Regions from separate parts of the Mus musculus genome. Here region 2 is linked to region 1. Evidence: chromatin contacts called from public Hi-C data. All regions are on one chromosome and are shown on one strand. The core of a region is the stretch at or near the end of the contact, and the rest is flanking DNA. Distances in the headings are between cores, read along the strand shown. Region 1 has its middle 18 kb from the start of 1700120G07Rik. Region 2 has its middle 5.7 kb from the start of Gm36356.

Region 1 (6,324 bases), core at 2,760-5,259:
CTTGATTATAGAGTCAACATTTACTGTCCTTTCAGGCTATTTTTTTTTTCATTTTTTTTTTTTTTTGGATTTTACAATCATAGGAGTTCAAATATTCTCAATATTCTTGACTTAAATAAATAACTTGGCTTTTATTTCCTTTGTCTGATGCATGTATAATTTTTTCTGTAAGTTTCAGCGTCTCAGGTTTTTGTTCTGTGCTGGCATTTCGTGCTGTCACCAGTCCATGCTTCTGAGGAGACAGTTTTCTTCTGCTATATCTTTGATATGCTTTCACATCTACTCAGGCTTCTCCCAGAGAGCACCAACTTTCCCATCTGTATCTCTCTGTTGTCTGCATTCCGTGTATAGCATGTCCCCTATAATCCTTTCAACTCTCCTCTTTTCCATTTATTTCTTTGAGTTCCTCTTTTGTGACTCCCATTGCAATTTTAATAACATTAATCTGCTTAGTGATTTAATTCTGACATTTATCCATTCAATGGCTTGATTTTTCTCTCCAGCCTTTTTCCTTGGTGCTTCCAGCTTGCTCACCGCCTTGCATTGTCTCATCTTATATGCTTTGGTATGCTTATTTCAGCATAAAAATACTGCCTTGTAGGTGGTTCAGTTAGAAACAGTGTTTACTACACAACCATGAGAACCAGGGTTTGAATCTTCTAAACCCACATAAAGGATAGGCAAGAAGAAGGGGCGCTTACAACTCAAGAACTCAGGATGTAGACATAGGAGATCCCTGCAACAATATGGCTGTTGCAGACCACTCAAAACAGTCAACTCTGGGTCCTCAATAAATGAAGTGTAGAGCTATGAAGACACCAAACATCAACTGCAGACCCCCCCCCCATGTGTGTGTGTGCACCTGCACACATGAGAACATGCCTATGTGTATGCATTCCACACATATATACAAAGACACAGACCAGACACACACCAAAAGAGACACATAGAAATACTACCTTTTCTTTTCTTCATCTGGAATTACACATTGTCTACAAACATCTGCTGGTTTAGGGCTCAGTTCTTTGGTGATGTGTTTTACCCCATATTTCATAGGGTGTATTTCCCTTATCATTTTATTTTGCAGGCTTACTATTGAGTCCTATTCAGATTCCTTTCTCATTGTACTTTATCTTGAATATGGTCCTTCCAACGCTAGGCATTGCCCAAAATACAGCACAGTGGGTGGGCCAGCAGTGCTGGACTAGAGACTGAATGCTGTGAGTGTGAAGCTGTGAGCTCTAGAGACGTGTCTCAGCTTTGGGCAGGCAGGAGGCATGCCTGGCTCACAAAGAGACCCAGCATGTGAAGGTCCTTCTGGTGTGAACTTGATGTTCAGACCTTGTCTTCTGACTGTGATCACCAGCTGCCAGGCTCATCCTCACCAACTGCCTCTCTTCTACCCTGGCACTCACTCAATAGACTTATTGCAAAGATGCTGTGTATGCATAGGCCTCAGGCACCTTAAAGGACATTCTGCAATGTCATGACACACTCAAGGACACTCTACCAAAGCCTATTATTTCATAGAACTTTCTTGCTGGGTCACTCGACACTGAAGAACTGGGTTCACCACCCAGCATCTGCAGAGTCCATGCCCTCTCTTGGCATCCACATTGTACTCTCCTGCTGCTAAACTAGCAAGCACACAGGCGCACATCTTTCCTAAGTATGCATTCTGGCAAGGAGGAAGCCCTCTCTTTGGAAAAACCTATTTTTTCCTCAATAAGGCAAGGCAACTCATGCTGAAACATGACTGGGGGTTCTTAATTAGCAGGCAAGGGATTCGTGTGCAGCAGCATAAAAATGGCACCTGGACTTTTGCCTCTGTTTGTCAAGGATGAGTGGCTGAGCAGGAGTCCCGGCCATTGATGGTCTTCCTGAGTTTCCACTTCTCTTAATTTCTGTAAGCCAAGGAAAGCAGGTCATCTCCTCTACTGCTATCTGTGGATCTTCCCATGCAGTCTCTGGAAACACCAGGGACCTGATGAGAGCCAGCTGTAGTGATGGCACGTGTGATTTTAACCTCCCCAATGGTAATTGGGGAACTTCCTTGACACATAGCATAATGACTGGGAATGATGGGTGTGGTAAATGATTACATGTTGGGGGCATCATCGGGAGTGCTTAGTGTCAAGATCTGCTTCCAGCTAATAGCCAATAGGGTATCAGGAAGTCAGTGAGAGCTAGACACTGGGTCAGGGTAGCACACTTCAAGGAAATTGATGCAGTATGAAATTCAAAATACAGCTACCAGCAAGAATTAAAAATGTATGACTCCAGTAAGCAGAAAGGACGATGGAGTTCAGAGTTCAAGTCAGAGTTCAGAGCTCAGGAACCACGTTCACAGACAGAAATAGAATAAACAGAAGCTGTGGTTATCCTGTGAGGCCATGATTTTCTTATCTCAATGCAAACCAGTTTCACCCGAGTTAAGGGATAATTATGGAGGGCTATACAAGAAATCAAATAGCTACAAGAAATATGAAAATGTGTCTATCTTCCACAGGAATCAGCTCCAGGCACTGAATCTAGAGGAGCCCATCTTCCCATCTATGGCATTGGCCTTGCTCATGCAACTTGCTTTGACTAACAAGGTGCCAATCAATAGAACATGAACGAAAGCTTTGTGTTGACGTGGCCTTTTTCACTGTGATTGAAAGCCATCCCCCATGTGTCCGGGGAGAAATAATCTGAAAAAAAAAATCAGAAGTCAGTCCATTAATAGGAGCCATGATCAGCTCAACCTGATTTATGGAGCCATCTGTCGCAGTCCCATCTTCATTTGTGAAAAACCCCAGTGTTTATTTCCAAGGATTTTCATGAGCAAACGTGAATCCAACGAAACATTCCGATATCCAGTCAAATGTGCTTTCTATTTTGCAATGGTTTTAGTCTTCATAAACATCCAAACCCTTAATTTTTACAAAAGTTTAGATTCTTTAGTGAGTTCTATCCTCATTTATTGTTTTTAGAATTTTTGATATGATGGGGCTGGAGCCTCAGCAGGTAAGAATGCAGATCTGATGCCCCCTTCTGCCCTTTGTGGTTACAGCAGGCTCTTGTGATATATACACAAGCCCACACATATAAGTAAAAGTAAATCTCTAAGAAAACTTAAAATTGTGGTAAAATACATCTTTTGTCAAATTATCCCCCTCAGTTCTTTTTAAAGTGTGGGGTTAGGTGACATAACATGCACTCCTATGGTGGAACAGCAATTACCATTGTCCATCAGAACTCTTAGCCTTGCAAACCTGAAAGGGTGTCCATCCCTGTCAAACAAAGCTCCTCCTTCCCCGGGCCTTGCCACCACCTGGAACCATTGTTCTAGTATCTGTCTCTATGACTGTGACTATGCTGAGGCCATCACACTGGTAAGCCGCCGATAGAACTTGCCTACTGCGAACAACTTATTTCAGTTAACACATGGCTCTCCTGTGGTGTACCAGAGGCCAAAATCAAGTTTACTTTTCAAAACTAATATCTCACTACACAGGTAACACTTTCTGTTTGTTTGTTTGTTTGTTTCATGCATTCAGTTGTCAGTGGGCACTGTGGTCATTTCTACTTCTTTGAAAAGATGTTATCTTCACTAGTATACAAATATCTATAAAGAATCTAATTTAGGGAGCTTTGTGGGGGACTATAGCTATATAGAGCCACTGTATCAAATGATAAGTCTATTTCTACTTAAAGCTCAGCCTTATTGCTTTGTAAGTTTTTTAAACTATCAACTTTTGGTGCGAATTGAACCCAGGCCCTTGGAAAGAGCAGCCAGTGCTCTTAACTACTGAGCCATCTTCTCAGCCTCAACCCTGTATATTTTAAATGAGCAGTTCACTCTTCAGCTCAGATAAGTTCACACCTCACTGTAGAGAGCTCTATCACTGCAGATAGCCACTCTGGTTTTGCCAGGAAGCTTTAAAGGTTCCTTTTAGAACCGTTTCTCTTCTGTGGCCTTTCCTGACTCACAGAGTAGGAATGTCTTGGCTCAGGCCCATGACCCCATGTCCAAGTGTGCTCATCCATTTTGCTCAGACATCAGATGTGTCGTACTGCCAGCTGTAAGCCCTTAGAGTGAGGGGGAGGAACTTCTTGATCTTTTCCTTTGTGTGTGTGTGTGTGTCTGTCTGTCTGTCTGTCTGTCTTAGAGTTTTTATTTGTTGTTGACTGCATTTTGTTTTCCTTTTTACAAAACTTCACAATTATTTACTTGTGGCGTGTGTGTGTGTGTGTGTGTGTGTGTGTGTGTGTGTGTGTTTGTGCGTTCATAGTCATTCATGCTATGGTGTACCTATGATGGAGGTCAGAGGACAACTTGCAAAGTCAGTTCTCATCTTCCTCTATGTGAGTCTCATGGATCAAACTCAGATAGTCAGGCTTGTTGGCGGTTGTCCTCCATCGATAGCTGACCCATCCCACCTGCTTTGTTTTAGGAGACAGGGTCTCTTTATGTACACCAGGCTCCCCTTGTATGCATTAGATAGCTGGTGATGACCCTGAGCTCCTGACTTTCCTGCACCGTCTCCCAAATGCTAGGATGACAGCTATGACTGCCATACCTCACTTCCTCTGCATCTCCAGCAGTCACCACAATCTCAGAACACTTTACTGACATGTATTGGGGGATTTCTGGTATGCATTAGCTTCATGTCTTCACGTCCCCTCAGACATTAGTCTGCTAGCATATAGACACTGCTTTTCACATGCAAAAGCAGCTCTCCCAAGGCTACTCTCTAGTTTATTCTCCTGATCCCCCAAACAAGGACTCAGGTGGCCAGTCCCTCCACATACGTCTTCTATGAAGTCCTCCCTCTCTTACCTCTTGTCCCAAGTCTCCACTCATAAGTTTGCTATGGGGTCCACCTACATCCAACATAACTCAAGCACCAGGTCAATTCAAATGACAAAAATTTATTGCAATCAAGCTGCTACTGATCAATCAGGGCTGCAGAATAGGCTTTGGAGCTAAACTACACACACACACACACACACACACACACACACACACACACACACCCCAAGCCAGGACATTACCAAGCTCTTAAGGTTGAAGACCACAAACATCTGTGCCAAGTTACAGTCATATTTTCCCACCAATCAGGATTTAGGGATAGAAGACTTCCTTGGGAATATGTCTTTGTGGTACACTTATCCTGTTGCCATTGTTGGGTTATTCAACTGTGGTGGGGCAATTTGCTTAGCATTCATGCTTCAACTTGCCAACCAGTATGGCAGTTACTCAGGGAGGTCTTAGGAAGCTAAATTTCATTTGACCCATATTCAAAATGGAAGATCTATTCAAAATGGCTTCAGTTTGGACCTTTTATTCAGTTTTTCATCACGGACCATTGATCCTTCATGGAGACCCTATGATTTATGTCCTTCTCTGCCAGCTTTTCCTGCAAGCTGGCAGTCATATGTCAATCACAGTTTTCAACATTTTACCCTGGAACTCCTTTGCGGGCCCTTATATCTGTGCACCATGCCTGGCCACTGTGCCCCAGGACTACTTTGTCTGGTGGCACAGCAGAGATCCTCGCCTTCATTCTTATTCAAGTCTCACCCTTTTCCTTTTATTATTATCCAGCACAGTGGTCACTGACACCTCTCTCCACAACAGCAATCATCCATGGGAAGCTTTGGCTTGTCTCCATGGGCTCCCAAGCTACTGATGCCTTTATTCTAATGTTGATCTGTGGCAAATCAGGCAAGAGCCATCCATTCTGTGGTTTCCAGTGGATCCTGCACCTGGCAGCACAGTGTGATTAGGCCAAGCTGCCCAAATATACCTATCTGATTTTATTTTTCTCTTGCAGACAGATAACTGATCTGTCAGTGAGCTGGCATATCAGTCCTAAGCTGGGTAATAGAATTAAGAATTAGGAAGACTATAAACGCCTGCTTCAGAGGCAACAGAGTGACCCAAATCACTCTCCTATCCTAAGAGGATGCTGGTGTTTAGTGGTACCAAAAGCAAGTGTGATAGTCTCCACTGTCAGTTTGTTGGGGTTTAGAGTCACTAGACCTAGAGGTGTGTCTATGAGAATATTTCCAAAGAAGCTTAACTGAGAGAGGTAACCTGAGAGGGGGTGGCATCAATCCATGGATCAGAGTCCTGGAGTGAATCAAAAATAGGAAATGACTGGAGCTCTAGCATTCTTCTTTATGCTTCCTGACTTAGGCAGCAGGAATGTAATGTGGGTACAATGTGACCAGCTGCCTCACATTCTTGTTAGGATGCCTTTCCCCACTATGGTGTACAGTACTCTCAAACCATGAGCCAAAATGAGCTCTTCCTCCTTTAAGCTCCTTTGAAAG
Region 2 (6,324 bases), core at 2,615-5,114, 270 kb before region 1:
GAAAGAAAGAAAGAAAGAAAGAAAGAAAGAAAGAAAGAAAAAAAGAAAGACCCCTGGGTATGTGGCTGGTGGTGGTGGTGACTAAGTCTACCCTCTGGTGGATTGGTGTTCAGAAACTAGCAGATTGACTACAAGAAAAGCACAGGCTTGAAATCAGTGCTGTTTGTCCAAAGATGTTATTCCTGCCTGCAGACTGTCCTATGACAGGAATCTGGGAATGAGGGCTTTGAGGCAGAGAAGGAAGGCAGTGTACACATAGCCCTCAGAGGGTGTGTGAGCTCACACCTGGCTTGGCTTCCTGCTTGCCAGGACTGTGATTCCAGGCAGGTTCGTTCTGTCTCATCTAGCACCCACCCCCAACCAGCTCTCTTGTCAATGCATAAAAAGTGTCAACCAGAGATAATCACACCACCCTGCTGTGTGACATGGGGTGGGTGCCTCATTGGACACTCAGGTTGAAACTGGTCCTTGCTCTGGCCGTGCTAGAAGACCTTGTGGGAATACTTGGGTCACAGGGACCCCATGATGGTACTGAGTTCCACACACAGGGTTGAATGAATTATTGTGGGAAGGGTTTATTGTCCTGAGAGAAAGAGAGTTGTCATGAATGTGTGTATGTGTGTGTGTCTGTGTGTCTGTCTGTCCACTGTCTAGGTTTCCTCATTATACATTCTTGTATGAGGTACCATGTGACCTGAAACATCACAAGGCTCTCAGCAAAGGACTGACTTCGTATTTCCCACCTTCTAGAACCCTCAGGCAAAACAAATGTGTTTTCCGGGTGACCCAGTTTCATGCATCCTGTTATAGCAAGAGTGGAAGCAAAGACATTTATTTGGGTGTTGTCAGCGCTGCTCTGGGCACTTTGAGTATGAGCTTCATTGTCACGGTAACTGTACACAGGAGGTGCCGTCATTACCTGCACTTCCACCTGGGCAACCTGAGGTCTGAAGAGGTACATTGTTCTCACAAGGTTTCACAGACATCTAGGAATGGAAGAGAAAGGAGGAGATGAGGCGGCTTGGTGAGAGCTCTGTGAATCAGGGCCGTCCTTCAGGGAAGGATGTGGCCAGATAAACTTGAAGAATCTCAGGGGTCATACTTGAATTTACCTCCTGGACCTTTCCATCTGACTTGCCTGACTCACAGTGAACCCATGACCCACCAGTATCTACCTCGCTGGTGTTGGGTCCATGTATACGTGTCACCATCTTTTTCACACAGTTCACTCTTCTCCTTTGCCTTCTCAAGGGTTCATGGCCAGCACACGACCACTGCACAGACGCTGGGGTTTGTGTCCCACTCCCAGTTGACCTTCTTGGTTTGAAAGCCACTGGCCTTCGTTGGCGCCAGTCGCATGAGTTTTGCCTTTTGCGAAGAGCATGCCGGCAAATGCAATGTTCTCTGGCCTCTTCTGAGGGCAATTTGCCTGAACGTGGTCAACCAGTGGGGCTGCTGACCTTGAACTCAGGCACATTTACCCGGAATGCAGACAAGACGACCAGGGTTCCTTCCATCTCCAGTACCTGTGTGGAAAAGATGGTGACACGGATACATGGACCCAACACCAGCGAGGTAGATACTGGTGGGTAACTGGGTTCACTGGTGAGTCAGGCAAGTCAGATGGAAGGTCCAGGCCAATGGGAAACCCTATTTTGAAATTCAAGGTGGAGGGACTCTTGATTCCTCAGCTCAGATTGATTCCTGGCTACTCCATGAAGGCTCCCCCACACTTGCGCGCGCACACACACTTATAATACATACAAACTACACATACATATGCACACACAAAAACACTTACTGGCAGTAGGTGTGCTGTCTACCAAAGCAATCTGCATGGCAGTGCCACCTTTCACCCTCCAGGCTTTATGGAAACTCCTTCCCCTGCTAATCCTTCAGGGGCGACTTTAGTTACACATCAGGGTGTGAAGCAATCTCAGCCTTACTCTGTGGAATGGTTTCTTCCCCGACTCGATGAACAGCTGCACTTAAGAGACAGATGGCTCCCGAAGATGGGGAGATTCTTTCCCACATCCCTATCGACCTGTGCTCGTTGATTTACCCGGCTGCTTGGTGAAAGGCCACACTGTCAGACCTTAAATCAGCTCACAGTGACACCTGCCAGCCCCCCTCATCTGTCTTCATCTGTCACTGGTGAGTTCTGGAAAAGGCAGTTGTTCCTGTTGGTCCCTACTGGATGGGTGCTTCTCTGAAGCCTCCACACGGTTCTGTGATGCTCTCTCCTCAGGCTGCTACCTGGCTGACAAGAAATAGGCTTATCTTTGCTGCGTGGGTGAGACAGAAACAGTGCTGTTTGCACCTGAAATCTCTCCTCCCTCACTTCTAATCTTTAGGGGGGAAACTGACATTCCTGTTACAGAGTAAAAGACCGGGGGGGGGCATTTTAAAGGTATTTTACTTTATGTTTGAGATGATCCCAGCTAATTTGTTTGAAAAGTGTAAGCAGCAAATTGTTATTTGCTCTCTGTCTCTGTGTCTGCCTTTGCCTCTGTCTCTGTTTGTATCTGTCTGTCTGTCTGTCTGTCTGTCTGTCTCTGTCTCTCTGTCTCTGTCTCTGTCTCTCTCTCTCTCTCTCTCTCTCTGTGTGTGTGTGTGTGTGTGTAGATCAAATGTCTTTCTTAATCATTTCTCCACATTAGTTTTGGGAGACAGGGTGGCTGACTTACCAACAAGCCCTGGACACATCTGTCTCTGCTTCCCCAGCTCTAGGTTCCAGATGTGTTATTATTATTACTATTACTATTATTATTATTACCTGTGTGTTGGGTCATCTTACTTTCAAAACAAGCACATTACTGCTGGGGCCATCTCTCCAGCCCCACGAAGTGAACACTTAGACCCTCACGGTCTCCAGAGCACTAATCTCCATTTTCTGGAGCATTGTATTAGTAAAATTTCTTAGCCCAGACTCTGTTCTCAGCAGCCTCCTGTCACAGGGGAAGGACCTCGGGGACAATGGCAGAGATACTCAGCAGGCAAAGGCGGGCACTAAAATGTGTCCTTTTTCAGGATGATGGGACCATCTTTAGCGTTAGGAAATGAATGCGAACACTTCGAAGGTGACAGTTCATGAGCTGAGTGATGCTTTGAAACAGACCCAGAGGTAGTGTCCCACATGTGCACTGTTCTCAGAGAGGCTGCTGGGGCAGGTAGGGGGAGGAGGAGAGAGCATGTGACAGTCAAGGGGAGGCGCTGGTGTGGCACAGGCCCCGCTGGTGTGGTGCGGGTCCGCTGGCTCTGGCTCTGTTGCTTGCTTCTCTTCCTATAAGATGTGGACTGGGCAGACCCCTTAGTGCTGTATTTTCCAACCAGAGGCCAGGACAGCTCTGCCAAGAGACTGTCACCACCAAGACACCACTTTCCCTTTGCAGTGAAGTTACATACCCTCCTTTAAGTTAGACTCTAAAGTCTAAAAGAGGGTGTTTACATTCCAAAAGCGACAGTGACCTCTCCACCCTAGAGGCACATTCACCTGTACACCACCAGAGGGATTTCCTGGGGTGCCTGCCTTCAGCGTCTGCCCTCTAAGAAAAGAGTCCTGGGAAGGAACAAACCGACTCTCCCTTGGAAGGGGCGTTTTGGCAAGTGTCCAAGGATAGCTCTGCCTGCCATTTCAACAGGATAACTTCATCAGCATTTCTCCAGCACAGCTTTGAGGGTTTGAAAAGCTTGTTAACAAAGAGAGAGAAGGAGAAAGGGAAGGGAGGGTGAAGGCCTTTCCTGTTGTATCACTTTAAACAGAAAAACAGAATTCGGCGGGCGTGGCGGTACACATCTACAATACCAGCATTCAGAAAGCGGAGGAGGCAGGAGGACCACTAATTTGAAGCATGGTTTGGCTACGCAGCAAAACTCTGACTCAAAATAGTAGACAAAACAAAAGCAAGGGCTGAGAAGATGACTCAGCAAAGTGCTTCCCGTGCAAGCATAGGACCTTGGCCTGATCCCAGGACCCATACACAAAGTTAGGAGTAGTGGCCTAACCTAGTGTTAGGGAGTTGGAGCCAGGCAGAGCCCCACACAGATTCCCGGGACTCAGTGGCTCGTCAGTCTAGCCTACTTAACAAGCTTCAGGCCAGTGAGAAACCTGTCTCAGTAAAAGTTAGACAGATGAAAAATGATACCTGAGCTTATTCTGTCCTGGACACGCCCGCCCAACACACACACACACACACACACACACACACACACACACACACACACACCACATTTGTAGTCATATGAACATCCATACAAACTTAGAGAAGAAAAATAAGTCACCAAATCAGATCAGTCCAGCTGTGTTGCCACCAATAACACTAGATACCACCTGACAGTCTGCAGAGCCCAGAGGGGCTGAGGTGCTCCAAACTTTCTAACCTTAGAGCCAATTAGATCATTACGTTAGCTATGTTCAAATATCCTTGTCACTTCTACAAGGGAAATGACAGCCCTCTCCCTATTCATTTTTCTGAGCTCTTTCAGACATATGTGTGTGAGAGAGGCCTTAAATAAGGAGACATGTCACCGGATGCACAGACGTGGTTTTGTGACTTTGTTTGTGCTGAGACCTTGGGCATCCTGTGACACTCACCGTGTCAGAGACCATATGGCTGCAAGGAAAAATTAGGCTAAATTAGTAAAAGGACAAATTTTGTCATCTGTCAAACCATATTTCATCTTGTATCATGATCACAACTCTAGAGTTTCAGTGTCTCACCCAAAACACTTCAAAAACCAAAAAACCAAAAAACCAAAAAACCAAAAACCAAAAAGAGGACAAGGCTGCAAAAACCAGACAAGACAGCTCGGACTTGGCGTTCCTGTTTTTGTTCTGCACATGAGAGCAGAGGGCGGTCTCCCTTCTGTCTTCACCCCTGTGCCCCAGGAACATCTCCAGCCTCCTGCCAATTTTTAAGGACTCTGGATGTCTCCAAAGTCCTTTTTGGCATCATCCAAAAGAGCTTAGCTCGGGGTTTCTACCGAGACGTTGACTGTGAGTGATCAGATACTATGATGGTGTGTAGATGTGTGTCCCCGTAGCATCTCCACTAATAAAGCAACAAGAAACTGCTTTGCCAGATCTGTCAGCTGCCTGCCATCACCTTTGTAGCCAATGACAACCACGTGAGTGGGTTTTACAGAGGTTTCAAATGGTGGCCAGGGAGGCTGGCTGTAAATAGAAGATCTTGTTGGACAAAAGTCTATAGGTAGGTTTATAACTGGGTTCTAAGCCTTGATATCTGAGGCTAGATCATTCTCTGTTGTGGAACTATCTCCAGCACAACATCTTCAGACCATTCTCTGTTGTGAGGCTATCTCAAGCGCAGTATCTGCGTGTATGACCTCTGTCCACTCATCCCCTGTCCACTGCTTCCTCCTTTAGCTGTGGTGAGTAGATAGGTCTCCAGACATTGCCAAGTGACTCAGGTGATGACCCTGAGTGAGATCTATAGGTGTAGCTGTAGCATTTGTGTATACATGTGTGTGCACCCACATGTGTTGCTGGTGATGAGAGATCAGATTTAAATGTCCACTGGTGTCCCAGCTTCTCTCCTGAGATGAGGTGATTACCCATAGAGAAGTCTCTTTTTCTTGCAGCAACCTTAGGAAGATTCATCTCTTGTGCTCTTGAAGCCACAAGACTCACCCTTCCTGCACAGCTGCACCTTCTGCCTTGGAAGCCCCTCCCCCTTGGAAGCCCCTCCCCCGACTTGCACTGCCCAGGGCAACTCTGAAAATGGTGATGGGCATTGACAAAAGAAGACAGGTGAGCCCTGGAGTGCAGAGGGACTTTCCCAGGACCCCGGGTCTCCACCTGGGGCCCTGAACCAACTCATCTGGTCATTTCTGTAGCTTCACTTTGTTGATTGTTGAAGAATGCGCCTGGGGACACTGGCTTCTTCCTGTGCACTCTCTGGAAAGGGAGTGCTTCTTGAATTCCTCAGGGGAGGGGGCAGCCTGGTCCTAATTACAGACCTAGCAAGGGCCCACGGCAGGTTTCTTTAGAGTCAGAGGTGGAGACCTAGGGGCTCCAGGCTCTTAGAGCCAAGCATGCTCACAAGCCCGTGCATCCAGTCACCATATCCTCACTCCAGACACCGTCCCAGAAGCTGGAGGGAATCAAGTCAGTGTCTCACTCAGTGTTTCAGCTCTCCGCAGACTGGATGGGATGGATGGTTTGTCTCTCTTCCAACTGCTAATTCCCTTCTGGCCAGTGGCCCTGACCCTCTTGATCTCTGGCCTTTTAGCTTGGCCTGAGCATGCTTATTCACCTCAAGGAGGGCATCTCAGGGTAAAAATACCATGGCATCTGCCTACCCA

Evidence for each region. A called contact is a pair of places that touch in the nucleus more often than the background predicts.
Region 2: a contact with region 1 is called in a Hi-C map of pancreatic cancer cells, with 2.7 times the contacts expected there. The contact joins two enhancer-like sites. A contact is called at or near these places in 5 of 484 Hi-C or Micro-C datasets (cerebellar granule neurons, embryonic fibroblasts, macrophages and 2 more), 1 of 115 datasets of contacts at active chromatin or transcription factors (embryonic stem cells) and 1 of 9 other capture datasets (embryonic stem cells).

The regions. Positions count from the first base shown.
Region 1 is chr7:135,210,371-135,216,694 of GRCm38.p6, reverse strand. No RefSeq gene overlaps it. Among named protein-coding and RNA genes, the nearest start is that of 1700120G07Rik, 18 kb to the right of the region's middle. Within about 2 kb of position 4,009, at least 53 of the 459 cell types and tissues checked have an H3K27ac peak or open chromatin away from gene starts, as enhancers often do. A contact at or near this core is called in pancreatic cancer cells, where this site is marked.
Region 2 is chr7:135,477,046-135,483,369 of GRCm38.p6, reverse strand. No RefSeq gene overlaps it. Among named protein-coding and RNA genes, the nearest start is that of Gm36356, 5.7 kb to the left of the region's middle. Within about 2 kb of position 3,864, at least 55 of the 459 cell types and tissues checked have an H3K27ac peak or open chromatin away from gene starts, as enhancers often do. A contact at or near this core is called in pancreatic cancer cells, where this site is marked.